2 separate regions of the Anas platyrhynchos genome follow, and region 1 is linked to region 2. The links are chromatin contacts, called in public Hi-C maps. All regions are on one chromosome and are shown on one strand. The core of a region is the stretch at or near the end of the contact, and the rest is flanking DNA. Distances in the headings are between cores, read along the strand shown. Region 1 has its middle 15 kb from the start of PRR5L. Region 2 holds the start of FJX1 (four-jointed box kinase 1).

Evidence for each region. Hi-C and Micro-C count contacts between places; a contact is called where the count stands out from the background.
Region 1: a Hi-C map of F1 follicle shows a contact between it and region 2, with 2.3 times the contacts expected there. The contact joins the enhancer-like site here to the promoter of FJX1 in region 2. A contact is called at or near these places in 4 of 8 Hi-C or Micro-C datasets (F1 follicle, liver, skeletal muscle and 1 more).

Annotation. Positions count from the first base shown.
Region 1 is chr5:49,745,698-49,752,788 of IASCAAS_PekinDuck_T2T, forward strand. No RefSeq gene overlaps it. Among named protein-coding and RNA genes, the nearest start is that of PRR5L, 15 kb to the right of the region's middle. Within about 2 kb of position 3,709, at least 3 of the 8 cell types and tissues checked have an H3K27ac peak or open chromatin away from gene starts, as enhancers often do. A contact at or near this core is called in F1 follicle, where this site is marked.
Region 2 is chr5:49,538,715-49,545,892 of IASCAAS_PekinDuck_T2T, forward strand. It overlaps FJX1 (four-jointed box kinase 1), which reads left to right and starts at 1,804. Exons shown (of 1, transcript XM_027458710.3): 1 at 1,804-4,492. The coding sequence starts at 1,966. The coding sequence ends at 3,138.

The DNA of each region.
Region 1 (7,091 bases), core at 2,459-4,958, 210 kb after region 2:
TAACCTCTTCATTTAAGCTTGCCTTGCTTAGACAAACCTTTTTGTGGTCTTCCAGAGCCTTTGCAAAGGGATGGGACCAGGCAGTGGGACTCCAGGACAGCTGGGACCTCTCCAGCCTTCCAGAAGCGTTCTTGCACAGCTCCCCGAGGACGTGTGGCTGCCCTCTGGGATGGCAGGTGAGAAGGAGCCTCTGCAGTGCAGAGAGGAGTGCTGCTAAAAACCTTTCACTGAGGTAAAGGCTTGGGGGATGTCCGTAGGACAGGTGCAGTGGGCCTGGGAGCTGAGCTGGAGTCCAGGAAGGCGGTGAAGACGTGGCCAATGTAAATCACTCGGGTTCTGTGTCCTCTCTGCAAAACCTTCTCATCTCAGCGCCTTTGGCAGGAGGTGTCTGTTAACAACTACACGGCACGCAGCTTAAAACGTGATGGTTTGTGCGGGTAAAGCCTGCTCTGTGTTTGGAGAGGCTGCACAAGAAAGGCTTGGGGCTGCAGCCTAACGCTAACCCGTGGGAGGCTGCAGGTTGTTCAGGGTCAGAGTGGAGGCAGCGTTGTTCATCAGGTGGGTGTGAGTGGTTCTATTTCACTGCGCCCTTTCAAGCAGCCTCGGATGCTGTGAGGGGAGGCATGCGAGGAAACTTCAAACATGTAAAAGGCTGCTGAAAAAAGGGAAAGGATCATTTGTTCTCCCACTGCCAAGTAGAAATTGGCTAAAATTTTGGATCCAGGCTGGCGACTGGGGAACATAACTTTGTTTAATAATTTTAAAAAGTAGAGGGGCACGGGGTTGGGAAGTGTTTAGTACCAGCTCAGAGAAAGAGGCGTCAGAAATGACCTTTTATCAGTCTCCTGCTGGAGTTGGTCTGTGGAGACCATCAGCCCAGCTTTGTGCCAGCTTTGATGTGGAGAGATGAGAGATCACACTCATCCACTGACACTGTCCTCATGGTACATTTGCTGGGGCATCATTTGTGGAGAGACTTTCATGCTTAGGTGCTGTTTTGCTGTTCTTTCTAAACTTTCCCTTGCTTCATGCCTCTCGGCTTATGGTGTGGAAAAAACAGAGAACTCTCTAAGCGACCTTTCAGTAACTTTGAGCAGTTTCTGGCCTGGCCTCGTGACACGCAGGCAGCTGTTTATTTATAAAGGAAGCTATGCAGACATGGCAAGGAGTTGGCTGTTGACCCTTGCAAAGTGTTGTAATAAGCTGGTGATGGAAGAAGGATAGGAAAAAATCAAAGCAAGTCTTTACATCAAAGGCAGAGAGAGGAGCCGCAATTAACATGGTCAGATGTGGGAGATTCAGCAGGGGAGAGAGCCGGTACCAGAATCTGCACTGATGTCCCCCCTGTCCAGACCCTATCAATCTTGCCAGGGAATTTGACAGGTGAGGAAAGTCAAAGAGCAGCTGAGGGATTCCGAAATCAAAGGACTTTGAAAGCTGGATCAGAGAATGGAGCGCGATTTCCCCATCTGCTTTGAATTTATTGTTGCTAATGAGGAAGCATCTGCTTTGAATTTATTGTTGCTAATGAGGTTGCTCTGGTCTGAGTGAGCACGCTGGACCAGAGGGGTCACTCGACATTTCCATCACATTCAAAGGAAGGTATCGGGGGACTTCTTCCTCCACGTTAACCCTTTCACTGTTAAGCACATATGAAAGAGCAATGTAAAGTGAGGTGGAAAAGGGGAAATACGTGTTTACTGCTTTCAAGCTGACCAAAGAGGTCAGTGGGGTCCTGTTTGGGTGCCTGACTGCTGGGAGCTCCTGCAGGCGAAGCTGAAAACCCCAGCACCAGTCCCTGCTGCCGACCAGCTCAGAAGCGTATCTGTTCCTTCTGCTCTGTCGCTGATGTTTGCCATGCTCAGTCTTCTCTGCAGAGCCAAAATTACAGGGCTGTGAATCCAAGACCTGCAAGTACCTTTGCTCTGTACGTGTAATTTATGCACAAAGCTGGGAATGGTTGAGCTGACCAGGTATTTATATCCAGGCTCCCCATCCCCTTCAGGTCAGGTGCTGTCCCCGGGAGCAGAATGTGTGTGACCGGGGCGGGCCTCTCTCCTCCGCCCCCCTGCTGTGTTTTCTAAGCAACGGGGACTGCACAGTGTGTGGGTGCAGGAGCAGATGAGAAAATTGGCTGATGAGCCTGAGGCAAGCGTTGGAGCTAATTGTGAGGCCTTTTGCATCCCATGGGAGTTAATCTTGAAATTGTCTGTTTTACATACCAGACGCTGACCTCTCCATCCCAGATTCCCCAAAACCTTTCTGTGCTTCCTGGCCTTTGCTGCCCACTCATGCTGCTGCCATCACATTTGATGTTCCCTGGCTCCTCTTGATAAAGCTGAAGGCACCAAAAGCCGCGGGGATCTGCTCGCAGAGGTGGTGATCCTTGCCCTGGGCTGAGCCAGTTGTCACTCCGGGCTGCTGCTCACCTGCAGGGCAGGAGCACTGGCGGAGACTCACAGAGCTGCAGATCTTCAGCAGGGGACAGAGAGTGCGAGGCAAAATGTTGGTGTGAGAGCTGACTCCCTGGCATACTCAAGGAGCTTGTTTGTGCAAGCTGCTGCTGCAACAGGGGCTCGGTGGCTTGCACGCAAACTGCATCTTGTCCTGAGAGCTGCAGAGCTCGGAGCCCAGCTGGCTGCTGGGGTGGATGCTGGTTGTGAACAGCTCAGGGTTTGGGGCTGGGAAACTTGCAGAGTGGGTGCTTGGAGTGGGTTCACCTCCTGTGAATCATTTTCTATTAAATTTTCTATTAAATCGTATTAAAACACAGCATGCGGTGAGACACATCAGCCCCGGCCATTCAGGAGGCACAGCACGGCCTCACCTGGCACTTCCAACCCAACCAGGTCCTGTCTGACTGAGGCATGGCAGAGGCAGCTCATTTTGAGAGACAAAAGTGTCTTCCCAGGCTGTCTGATTCTCTCTGGCTCCCTCTTCTGAAAACACCGTGAGTTACTTTTCATTCCTTTCCTTTCCTTTGTCTTACAGAAAGAATCTTTGGGTGCTGTTGTTCCTGCTTTAGTTCTTTGTTCCCCTTACGCCGTGCCGCTGCAGTGATGTGCTTATCACACTCCCAAAATGCACTGATGTGGGCGCTTGCTTAACTGTGGTGGACTGAGTGGCTGAACCAGGAGGTTTTGGGGAGCTCAAAGCCCTGGGCTGACATTGCACTTGAAGGAGTCACCCATGAGCAGTCTCGGTTTGCAATCAAACTCAGGTGCATGACAATGGCTGCTGTGCCCTCTCCTTCTTACTGCTCTTCTGAAAGACTTTCCCTTTCCTGAGGTATTTCTTCCCTGGTTGCCTCCCCGACTGTCAGGGTGTGTGGTTTTAGGGTGATCCATCATCCAGCTTCAGCAGCACCGTGCTGGGTCTCTTAGCAGCGCTGCTGAGGCTGGATCGGTGGATTGCGGTCATGTAGGAAATACCAGACAGAACAAGGTCCCAGGGTGGATGCAGGGTGCCGTGGCCATTGGTTGCTGTGATATTTAGGATTATGCTTTCAAGTGAAACGCTGGGAATTAGTGAGACAATGAGTTTTCAAGGACATTGTGTCTACTGGGAATGTTTAAACCCAGCAATATCCAGTCGATAACGTAACAGGATTAAAGCTTGTTGCATCAGAATCAGCACAATTTTGTTGCCAACTAGGAGCTAGGCACAAAAGCCCTTATGCAGCAGTTAATGGTCTTATCTGGAGACCTTCCTGCTTACAGCCCACTGAATTGCAAACACCGACCGACGATTTAAGGCACTGCCTGGCGTCAAAAGCTCCTCTGAGCTGCCGCCCAGTTGGTGCTGCTGCTGCACCAGCTGGAGGCAGGGCTGAGTGACCCAGGCACCGAAACCGTGGGCACAGACACGTCCTGTGCGCCCAGCACTGCCTGCCTCGGGGGGTCTGACCTTTCGGGGGCAGGCTAGGATTAGTGGGGATATTTTCAATGCAAGCTGCGTTTTTTCTGGTGATCTATAGGTATTGATCCTCCAAGCCAAAGGTTTTGCGAAGTCTAATTTTGGCCAGGTGTTAGCAATCCATGGACGTGCTTTGAAAGAGCAGCATGCTGTAGGCCAGAGGTGCTCGCAACATGGCAGGGAGCAGCTGGGGGGGGCTTGGTCTGTGCTGTGGTGTGCTTGGTGTGCTCCCAAAGATGTGAGAGGCAGCAGCAGTCTGAGGGGCTGTTTCAGGGTTTTAAAAAAAGGTTTGTGACATATTCTGCCCAAGTCGAGACACGATAGATCTCGAGGGGAGAGCAATGGACCCGTAAACCTCTTTGTGGGCCAGCCCTAATGAAGGACAACACCTGAGCATAGCTGGTTCATCGCAGGCCTTTCTCCGTCAGGTGTGGGATTTCCAAACATCGTAAATGCGGTAATAAAAGTGGGTTAATAAGGCAATAAATGGCAATCATGAGGTCCCTGGTTGACTACAAGAAGAAAAAAAAGAAGTCTATATTTATTTCCCTGCTCTTCTCCACCGCTGAGGTGCTGCTGGATCTGCAGGCTCTGCAGGCCCCTCCCAAAGGCCTGCCCAAGCCGTACTGCCCTCCAGGACAGATTAATCCTGTAGCAAATCCCACAGCAAAGGGCGGAAAACCAGGCAGCTCCAACCGAACCACCCTGGGCAACAGGGACCTAGCTGTGTGGATGAAATTTGTGTCCATGAGTCAACCTTGGATCATCCAGGCTCAGAGCACTCGGAGGCACCACAGCCCCCCTGCTCTGCAGGGGCACATGCATCACAGGCAGGAGTACTGCGGGAATTCAAATACATGAAATTTCTTACAACCCAGCCTATTCATCTCCCCAGTCACAGACAAGTGAAAGGAGAGGCGAGGCTAAAGCACAAAAAGCACTGGAGGTAGGGAGAAGAGCAGGGGCTGTATTCGGGGGAACCATCTCGGTGGTTGCTGCTTGCTGAAAGCAGCTGCCAGCTTACCTGGAAGGTCTGAAAGCGAGATGAGGCAAATGGGGCCTCTTCCGAAACAAACAAATGTGCTGCTCCTTCGCTGTGGCCTCTATTCACAGCTTCCTTCTGAAGCTTTTCCATATGAATGAGGTGGAAGGACAAACTTGTAAAGTGGGTCAGGGAGAGGTGAAGACTTGCTCTCAGCTATAAACCCCAGCAGGACACGACTCCTTTGAAGAGCATTGTAATAATGATTTAGGTTTAAGTTCAGGAGTCAAAGCCTGTTGTATTTTCAAAGCTGTGTGGTGCTGTGCTTCTAAGGAACCGGGGAGAGTGATAAATTCTGCAAAACACTGTTTTCTTTGTAGGCAGCAGAAAATAATTTCTGCTGCCTGCGCTGTCATAGGGAACACAATGCTCTGGCATTGACATCTTTTTCTTGGCAGTATGCTCAGCACTCTTGTAAGTCCCTTTGCCTACACACTTCAAGAGGCTTAATACCAAGTGGATTGGTTAATTATCCCATCTCCCCTAAAATAGGTGTGACTGCCTTCCTACCTGCTAGGCAGGAGACAGAGAGATCAGGTGAGCCATGGCACAGGCAGGCAGCTCAAAAGTTTGCACTTCCACTACCACCGAGGCTGCCCTCTGCAGTTTTCCTGGGGCCCCAGCGGTGACAGCAAGTCCCCAAGTCCTGCATGAAGGCCAGGCCCAGCACTGCACACCACTGCTGTGCCTGGGGAGCTGCAGCTGCTCCCCTGGGCCCTCTCTGTTCCCTCGTGCACAGCTCTGAGCAAAACCAGGCTGAGAGCCGGAGCTGCAGCCATGCCTGCCATCAGAACCAGCCCTATGCTAGATGATGCTCCCTCCCCAAACCCTGCTGATGTTAAGCTGCTGCTGCTTAACGATGAGTATCATTAGTGACCAGGGTGTTTATTTTGTATGCAGCCATCATCCCCAAAGCTATTTCCCTCTCTTTGGAGAATTACCAATAAATTGAATTCATCACCTGGAAGTCGAGTTCATTTTCAGTCACTAGCAGACTTCATAGCTCTTTTCTTTGCTTTAACGGAGGCGTTAGGAGAGTCTGTGTATTATTTTTTTTTAATTTTGAATGTTGGCATTTTCCATTTATTATTATTGAATTCTCGAAATGGGATGATGTCCTTTCAGTGCCAGAGTGCGGTCTGCTCTGGAGTGGAGGATGACAGCGCGTTCTGATACAGAAAGATTTGTTGGAAACGTTGGGGAAGATGAAGTTTTAACCAAAAATGCTACACAAATTACTTCTCTTGTTGGGAATAGTCCTGGGATCCCTTCATCCCTGCAGGCTGGGTGAGCCTAGAGGGAGGGTTATCGCAAGTCTGTCAGCAGCATCTGAAGTTCCAAGCAAAGGGCTCCATGCCTCTGAAAATGGGGCTGCTGCTCCGCGAGCTGTCTCTGGGGACTCAATCCATCCATTACACTGCACAGATCTGTCTTACTTATCTAGCAAAAGATAAAAGACCACTGCTGTGTCAAGCAACGAGCAAGACTGAAATCTGATCCTGAAATAACTAAACTGTCGTGTTGATGCATCACAAACAACAGGCGGGATCCGTGTTGTTATTGATGGCAGTGCTGGGGGCAGCAGCGGCACGCTCTGAAGGTGAGGTCTCTGCCTCACAGAACCTGCGGTCTCAAGAGGTGCTGGGCAGACTGGGACGAAAGAGAGGATGGCAGCTGCACCTTGGTTAGATTTTTTACTTAGGTTTGCTTTTATTTCTTTTTTTTAAAGCATAGGACGGGTTTTTAATTTGTTTCTTGCCTGAGGACAAGGTAAAAATGTGTACAGCTTTCATTTCACTTCCAGGGTCTTTGCTTTCCTGGGAGCTGTTACCACACCCACAAGGGCGGCTTTGAACATGGCAGTTTCAGTGCCTTGCATATTAGCCAGGAACTTCGAAGTTGGCACCAAAATGAGAAACGAGGTCACTGGAAAGCGATGGATAGAAACGGTAAATAAGATTGCTTACAGGGCTGATGTTGCAGACGAGTGATGGTGATGTTTGAAGTTTGCCATCTGTGCCCAGGCAGAGGAAAGCATTCCGAGAGACAGATGGTCAAGGGCGCTTTCATGCCGTCCTTTTCAGAGAGGGGGGAAAAAAAAAAGTTGTCTTCAAATCCTTTAAATCCACGTTTC
Region 2 (7,178 bases), core at 554-3,053:
TAGTTTTGCATTTTTTAACATTTTATGAGCATTTTTTAACTTCCTCTAGCAATAGCAACTCTGCCTTTAGGCTGGCCCCGTTTCTCCAGGCAAGTCTGGTCCATCCCAGCCTTCAGCTGGGCCCATCCCGGGGCTACCCAGTGCCTGCAGGGGGCATCGAGGGGAAGGGGGCACTGTTTGCAGTGAGATGACAGATTCTCTCCTTAAAGGCAGTATCTATCTAACGATGCGTATTTTTAATGGGTCTGCAGGGTGGCTCAGGAGGTCTGTGGTCAGCATGGTTGGCGTTTCTCTTCCAAAAAGACACTGGGTTTCCCCTCTCTCTTCTGTTACACTACATCAGGGCAGGTGCCTGGGCTAGATGTGGCAGCAGCACTGAGCAGTGTTCTCCGCTCATATGTTTTGGCAGCCAGGAGGAGAGGAGATTTGCTATCAGTGCATACGGCATGAAAATTGCTGGCGACGGGACCTGACCCCTCAGGATGCCCCATCAGAAAGCAGGGGCATGCACCCGATGCATTATTTATCCTCTCACACGGCGATTACCTTTCATCTCCCTGAATTGCCTCAGCAATTTCACTTGAAAGCATTCCTTGAGCCTCTTTACTTCCTGGCCTGGAAAAAATGTGCTTTGTGCGATGGATACAGACGCCTGTCCCCAGAAGGGACTGCAGGCTGTGGTCAGCCGCTCACCACGGCACGGTTTGGCTGGGCCGGACCTGCTGAGGGTGTCCCCCACGCCACCAGCAGTGAGGCCATAGCCTGATGTTGAATGCTCACGTGGAAAATCCTCCCGGCTGAGCCATCTGCCTCTGTTGGGGCTGGGCTGGCGCAAGGGGTGCTGCTGGCAGAGTGTTTTGGTCCAATTCTGTCACGAGAGCCTGCTCCTGGGCACCCTGGGGCTGAGGGCATCACCCACCACCTCCCATCTTGGCAGCTCACCTTTAGCAGGGCTGAAAACAAATCCCCTGCCTGGCTGAGCATTGGCAGGCACCTGACAAGTCTTGTGAATGCTTACAAGAGCCGGGCTCAAGAACTCAAGCACTTCCTCATTTATTGCCTTGATATTAAAGGCAGAGTCACAGATATTAAGAACAGGGAGAGGCAGCGTACCGGGGAGATAGGATCTGTGCTGTATGCGGAAATTGCTCGGCTTCGTGTCCTACATGGTGCTTCAGATTGCAAGAAAAGACCTCAGGAGCCCCATCTGCCAGGGAGCTTTTCTGAGAAACCAGAAGCGGAGCCTAAGCCATAGAAGAGCTCCCTGCTGCGGGCTGAGACACATTTGTAAAACACTTCCAGAAACTGCCCCGCACCTGAAGGGCCAGGTCCCTAATGCTCACCTCCCTGCTCTGCGATGCCTTCTCCAGCCCTGCCTCCCAAGGAAATAAGCCAACCCTGCCCTTCAGCCGCTGGGACGCCTCACCACGAGGGCTGCTTGTGTGGAGAGGGATGCTCGTGTAGCGTACAGCGGCACCGAGCACACAGCATCTCTCACACCGTGTGCTTGCCAGCAGGGCTTATTCCAGGAGTCCCACCCTTCCCCGGGAGAACCAGGCTGCTTCCCTGGCCGCCCTTCATCCGTGCTGGAGGCTTTTTCAGCCCCAGCTCTTCCCCCTGGACAGCAGCAGGCCGAGGGCTGAGCCCCTCCTGTTGCTCTCGGTGCTCGGCGGCGGCTGCAGCGGGGCCCCGGGCCCTGCGGGGGGCGCTGGCGCCTCACGGGGGCGGTCGGGGGGGGCCCGGCCCGGCCCCAGCTCCGCGTCGCCGCTTTTAGGGGCGGTGCCGGGGGCGGCGCGGGGCCCCCCGCAGCCGGGGCTGGGCGCACAGGGCGCGGGGCTGCCGCCGGGCCGGGGCTGGAGCCAGGACCGGCACCGGGGCTGGAGCCGGGCTCGCGGCTCCGGGCTCCGCTCCCCGCCGCCATGGGGCAGCGCCGGCCCGGCCCGGCGTGAGGCGGCGGCGGGCGGCATGGAGCGGGGCGGCCGCGCGGCGCTGGGGCTGCTGGCGCTGGGCGCGCTGCTGGGGCTCTGCGCGCTGCCCCCCCCGCAGCCCGGCCCGCAGCGGGGCGAGCCCCGGCGCGGCGGGCAGAAAACTTTCCGGGCGCTGCTGGCCGTGGGCCGGGAGCAGCAGGAGCAGGAGCAGGAGCGGGAGGAGCGGCAGGAGGCGGCCGGGCGGGCGGCGCCGGTGCGGCGGGGCATCTTCTGGAGCCGGGAGCTGGAGGCGCGGGTGCCGCGGGGCTTCGCGGCCGAGGAGGCGGCGGCGTGGCCGGCGGCCGCCCGAGCTGCCCGGGTGTCGTCGCTGGAGCGCGGCGGCTGCGGGCGCAGCTCCAACCGGCTGGCCAGGCTGTCGGACGGGAGCCGGGCCTGCGTGCGCTACGGGGTGAGCCCGGAGCAGATCCAGGGCGAGGCGCTGTCCTACCACCTGGCCGGCGTGCTGGGCATGCAGCAGCGCCTGCCGCCCATGGCGCTGGCGCTGGTGGAGCCCCGCGGGCGGCAGTGGGAGCCGGTGCGGGAGGAGCTGCGCGGCTCGCTGTGGGCCGAGGGCGCGGTGGTCAGCCTGACCCGCTGGGTGGACAACCTGACGGCCGTGGTGGCCCCCGCGCCCTGGGGCAGCGAGGCGGGCGGCGGGCGGCGGCCGCGGGCGCTGTCGGCGGCGGAGCTGGGCGGGCTGCCCGCCGCGCAGCTGGTGGAGCTGGTGCAGTGGAGCGACCTGATCCTCTTCGACTACCTGACGGCCAACTTCGACCGGCTGGCCAGCAACCTCTTCAGCCTGCAGTGGGACCCGCGCGTCATGCGGCGCGCCACCAGCAACCTGCTGCGCGGGCCCGACGGCGGGCTGGTCTTCATGGACAACGAGGCCGGGCTGGTGCACGGCTACCGCCTGCTCGCCGTCTGGGACCCCTACCACGAGCCGCTGCTGCGCTCCGTCTGCGTCTTCCGCGAGGGCACGGCCAAGCGGGTGGCCGAGCTGCACCGCCGCCGCAGCGCTGCCGCCGAGCTGCGCCGCCGGTACCGCGCCCGAGAGCCCCTCTGGGCCCACCTGGGCTTCCTCTCGGAGCGCCAGGCCGAGCTGCTGCAGGCCCGCGTCGACTTCGTGCACCGCCACATCGCCCACTGCCGCGCACAGGCCGCCGCGCTCTGACCCCCCAAGCCGGGTGCCCGAAGCCGGGTGCCCTGGGGACCCCCCCGGGGTGGTTGCTGGATGTGGCCGCCGAGAAGGAAGCGTGTAGAAAGCCCCCGTCCCGGTAGCTGTTAGTCTGTGTCGTGGGCGCTCCTGGTTCGACTGCTCGGATCCCCGGTGTGTGTTCGTGATCGTCGCCATCCTTTGATTTGACCCGTAACGTGACCGTGGGGGACGGAAGAGGCTCTCCCAGGCTCCAGACACATCGCTGTGTGCCAAGACTTGGATGTGATAGTGAAAGCGGAGAACGAAACTGTCCCATGCACTTTACTTTGACTTTTTAATTTTTTATAAAAAAAAAAAAAAAAAAAGGGACCTTTTTATTTTACAAAGTCTGCCTTTTATGTACATTATAAATGTTCATAAGCCTTTCTGTAACATACTAAAGAAACTGATGATTCGGTAAAGCGTGCCCGATGTTTCGCCTCCTTTGTCCCAACTGTGTGCCCGAGCCTGGAAAGGGAAGCGCGCACCTCCGCCGGCCCCGCTGAGTGACACGGCCCGCTGCCTCCCAGCTGCTTCCTGCACCGAGCTTCAGCTAAACAGACATGCCTGGTGGTTTTTGTTCGTGGGGTTTGGTTGCTGGTTGTGTTTTTTTTTCCAAGCCTGAAAAGATCTGCTTTTACTAGCACCGGCTGGTTTCAGAAAACTGATGTAGGTGGTGTGGGCTTAGGGGCTGGCAGCCCCTTAGGGTGCCCAGGCTGTGTCCCAGCCTCATACCATGGCTTGCTTCAAGTGTCACCGGACTGACAGCAGGTACCCAAAGCTTCCCCGGAGCTGCCAGGTGTTTTTGGGAGGCATTTGCACTGGTTCTCCGCCCTCTGTTTCCATTTTGTCTATCTTTGCAACTGGGGCTGAGGCCAAAGTGAAGAACAGGAGAGCTCTTCAGTCTTCCTAAAAGAGGTGTGTGGGATTTTTTTTTTTTCTACAAAAGTTTTGTTCAAGGTACAGCAAAGTGGCACAAGCGGGTGGACAAAACAAAGCATCTGCATCTCTTGTTGCGTTTTCCTTATGTGCCGGAATCCACAGAAGAGGCAATTGTTCGGCTCAAAACACAGCCGGGATCGGGACAAAGGACAAGCTAATCCTCTTTGCGCCCCAGATGCCAGTGCCCATCCCTCTGTAACGGAGCAGCAGCGTAACCCCTGGTGCCCAGGCAGCAGAGCACCGCGGGGATGCGAGGCGGTGGCTGCTGCCTTCCCGCAGCGAGCACCAGCCTCCCCGGACCTCAGCGAGAGCAGCGCCTTCATCTGTGCTGGTGGGGGTCCTCGGGCTGTTAATATTCATTTATTTAGATTAAACTTCACACCAAGACAAGTTTCTTTGGCCGTTGCCGTGTTTTCCTTTGGTGTGCGTGTTGTGGGTTGGTTGGTTTGCTTGTTCAAGTAGGACAAGGGTTTTACAAACAGCTTTAACTTACCCGCTAGTTAGCTGTATTAGATGTTGCAACCTGTGCATATGTGTATTTATCTTAAAATGCTACAGCAGCCTCCAGGACTCGCTTCATTCAAGTGCTTAACTGACAGGGCTCTCTATTGAACTCGTTTTTATAGTTTGGTGCATTTATCTCTCCGAACAATGCCCAGAACCCCATGTGACGCTCCCTTGCCATTTACATGATAATGCACAATTTAGCTGTGTAATTCTTAATTCCTCTTTAGCGCTGTTTGTCAGCCTTGCTTTGTAACTCAAAAGCAGCAGCTCTGTTGCATTCACCTAATGAAAATGCGTTTAAGTAATAGACTGCTGGTACAAATTGTAAGCCACGGTGAAGAGCAAACTGCTGTGCTGCAAACTTCCCAGGTTTTGTTTCTGCTCGAGTATTTCTACAAGTATCGGCACGACCCCGCTTTTGATGGCTAATGGGGAATAAATCTCCTTTGCAGCGCCTTTAGAGTCAGACCCTAGATAATTACACCCTTCAAGAAGAAACGCGGGGCTCTATTTGTCGATCGGTAAATTCGAGCTGTACGTGGGGTATGCACTGAAAAGTGGTGTAGTTTGGGGTCGGTGAGGCTGGAGGTACCGTGCCAGAGGAGCCGCGTCCCGTGGGGAAGAGAGGCCAGGGCAAAGCAGGGATCGCGATGCTGTGCCGCGGAGCTCCTGCGTTTTGTTCTGCTGCAGACCGTCTGCTGCTGTGCTGGAGAACGCTTTCAATCACCGTCACGTTAAGGAAACTACCTTTCTGCTGCGTGACTTCTTCGGGGCAAGCAGAGCTTTGTCAGTTCTTGCCCTGGCACATTCTTCGCGTGCCTCCAGCTCGATGCGCTGCCTGAGCCCGGGCTGTCTCTGAGCAGAACAAAGGGCTGGGGGCCCGTCGGGCTTCTCCTGAGCTTAAATCTTACTGGTGCCGCTCTAATGCTGAGCATCTCCTGTGGCTCCCTCTGCACCCAGCAGCGGGGCAGGCGAGGAGGGCTTCTCTTTAGAGAGAGACAACTTGCAGCCCTGGAAGTTGTGAGCTGTAAGAGGTGCTGAGGGCAGGAGCTGGCCACGCGCTGCTGGCAGCCCCGCTGCAGCTCGCTGGAGGATCCATGCTGCTGGGCTTCCTGCAGCATCCAAATTTGCTGCTGCTGGACACCAGGGAGGGGTGTGGGCTGGGGGTGGCCACTGCTCAGGAGCTTGCCCACAAGGCTGGCATTCACAGGGCACGTTCCTTGAGCCTTTTTTGCAGGGGTCCGGAGGAGTTTTGAAGCTGGATGAGCTTCCGTGGTGCTTTTCTCCAGGCGAGGCTCCCCCTGCTCACACATTCACTTGTTCCTGCTGTACTTTGCTACCCAGCTGGGGCCATGCCAGCCCCCTCACGGGTTCTGGGAATAACTGGAAGAAAGTGAAAAGGGAGCTGGTTACGCTTTGACTTACTGGGCAAACAGCATGCTCTTACCATCACCGGCACCGTGGTTGTGGCTTGGTTGCCCTTTGAAGTTCAGTGCATATTTTAATGGTAATAATTCTGAGAATTTTCTCACCGGCATACTAGGTGGTCCAGGACTAGCTTGGGTATGAGATCATGTCGGGGCTTAATCCCATATTGCACGTTATTCCTACTTTGCTACCACAACATAAACCACGAGTGCTCCTCAGAGCCACTCTGCCCAGTGTTGGCCACAACCCAGAAACCTCCCTCGCCCCTTGGGTGCTGGCGTAACTCTCACCGCTGGAAACGGGCGCTGCTGACCTGAGCAGCAGTAACTTCCCAGCATGGTGACTCCTGGCTGCTAAGAGTCTTTCGCCCTGATTCAACTGGCATTTAACAAATATCACCGCACCCCTGGCGATGGTTTAATCTAACTCATTGTGCCTCGCTAATGGATGTCACCCCATGCGTTATGTGCACTCAACAGGCCTTACTGCCCTCAGCATTTGACACAAGGCATTTCATAACTTTGGGTAAATAATGCTGGACATCATTGGAAATGCTCTTCCTTCCCTAGTTCGGAGCTGTGAGCAGTTCATTAAAAAGCTCACTTTCAGTGTCATAAAGCACGCATATAAAATTTCATATCCGAGCACGTACCAGCCCGGGGTTTCCCAAGCTGTTTGGAGGAGGGGATACTGCCAGCCTTTGGGCACCTGTGGCTGTGTGAGGCTGGGGAGTTCACCGCTGTGCTGTACTGGGTCGGGCTGGGCAGGGGGCTGAGGAGCAGGCTGGGCACTGGGGCATGGTGAGGCTGGGAGAGTCCACTTGCTGCTCCTGCTATGCCCCGAAAGCATCATCGTCGTCTGTGGGGACTGTGGGGTTTTCCTCTTGTAGCTGCAATCCAGCTAAAAGGCTTTATTCCTGAAGATACCTCACAGAAAGCAAAACAGTCTCTGAAGTGCCCCCACACACACTCCACCACCCCTCCCTGAGCCCCCCTGCTGCCAAAAGCCCCAACCGCATGGCTGGTGCCCCCAAAATGTCAGTGGGCACCCACCTGGAGCAGTGGAAACCCCCCTGCAGCACGGGATGCGCTAACCAGCGGCAGGGCTTGTGCCAGGGCCCCATCACAGCCATCGCATCC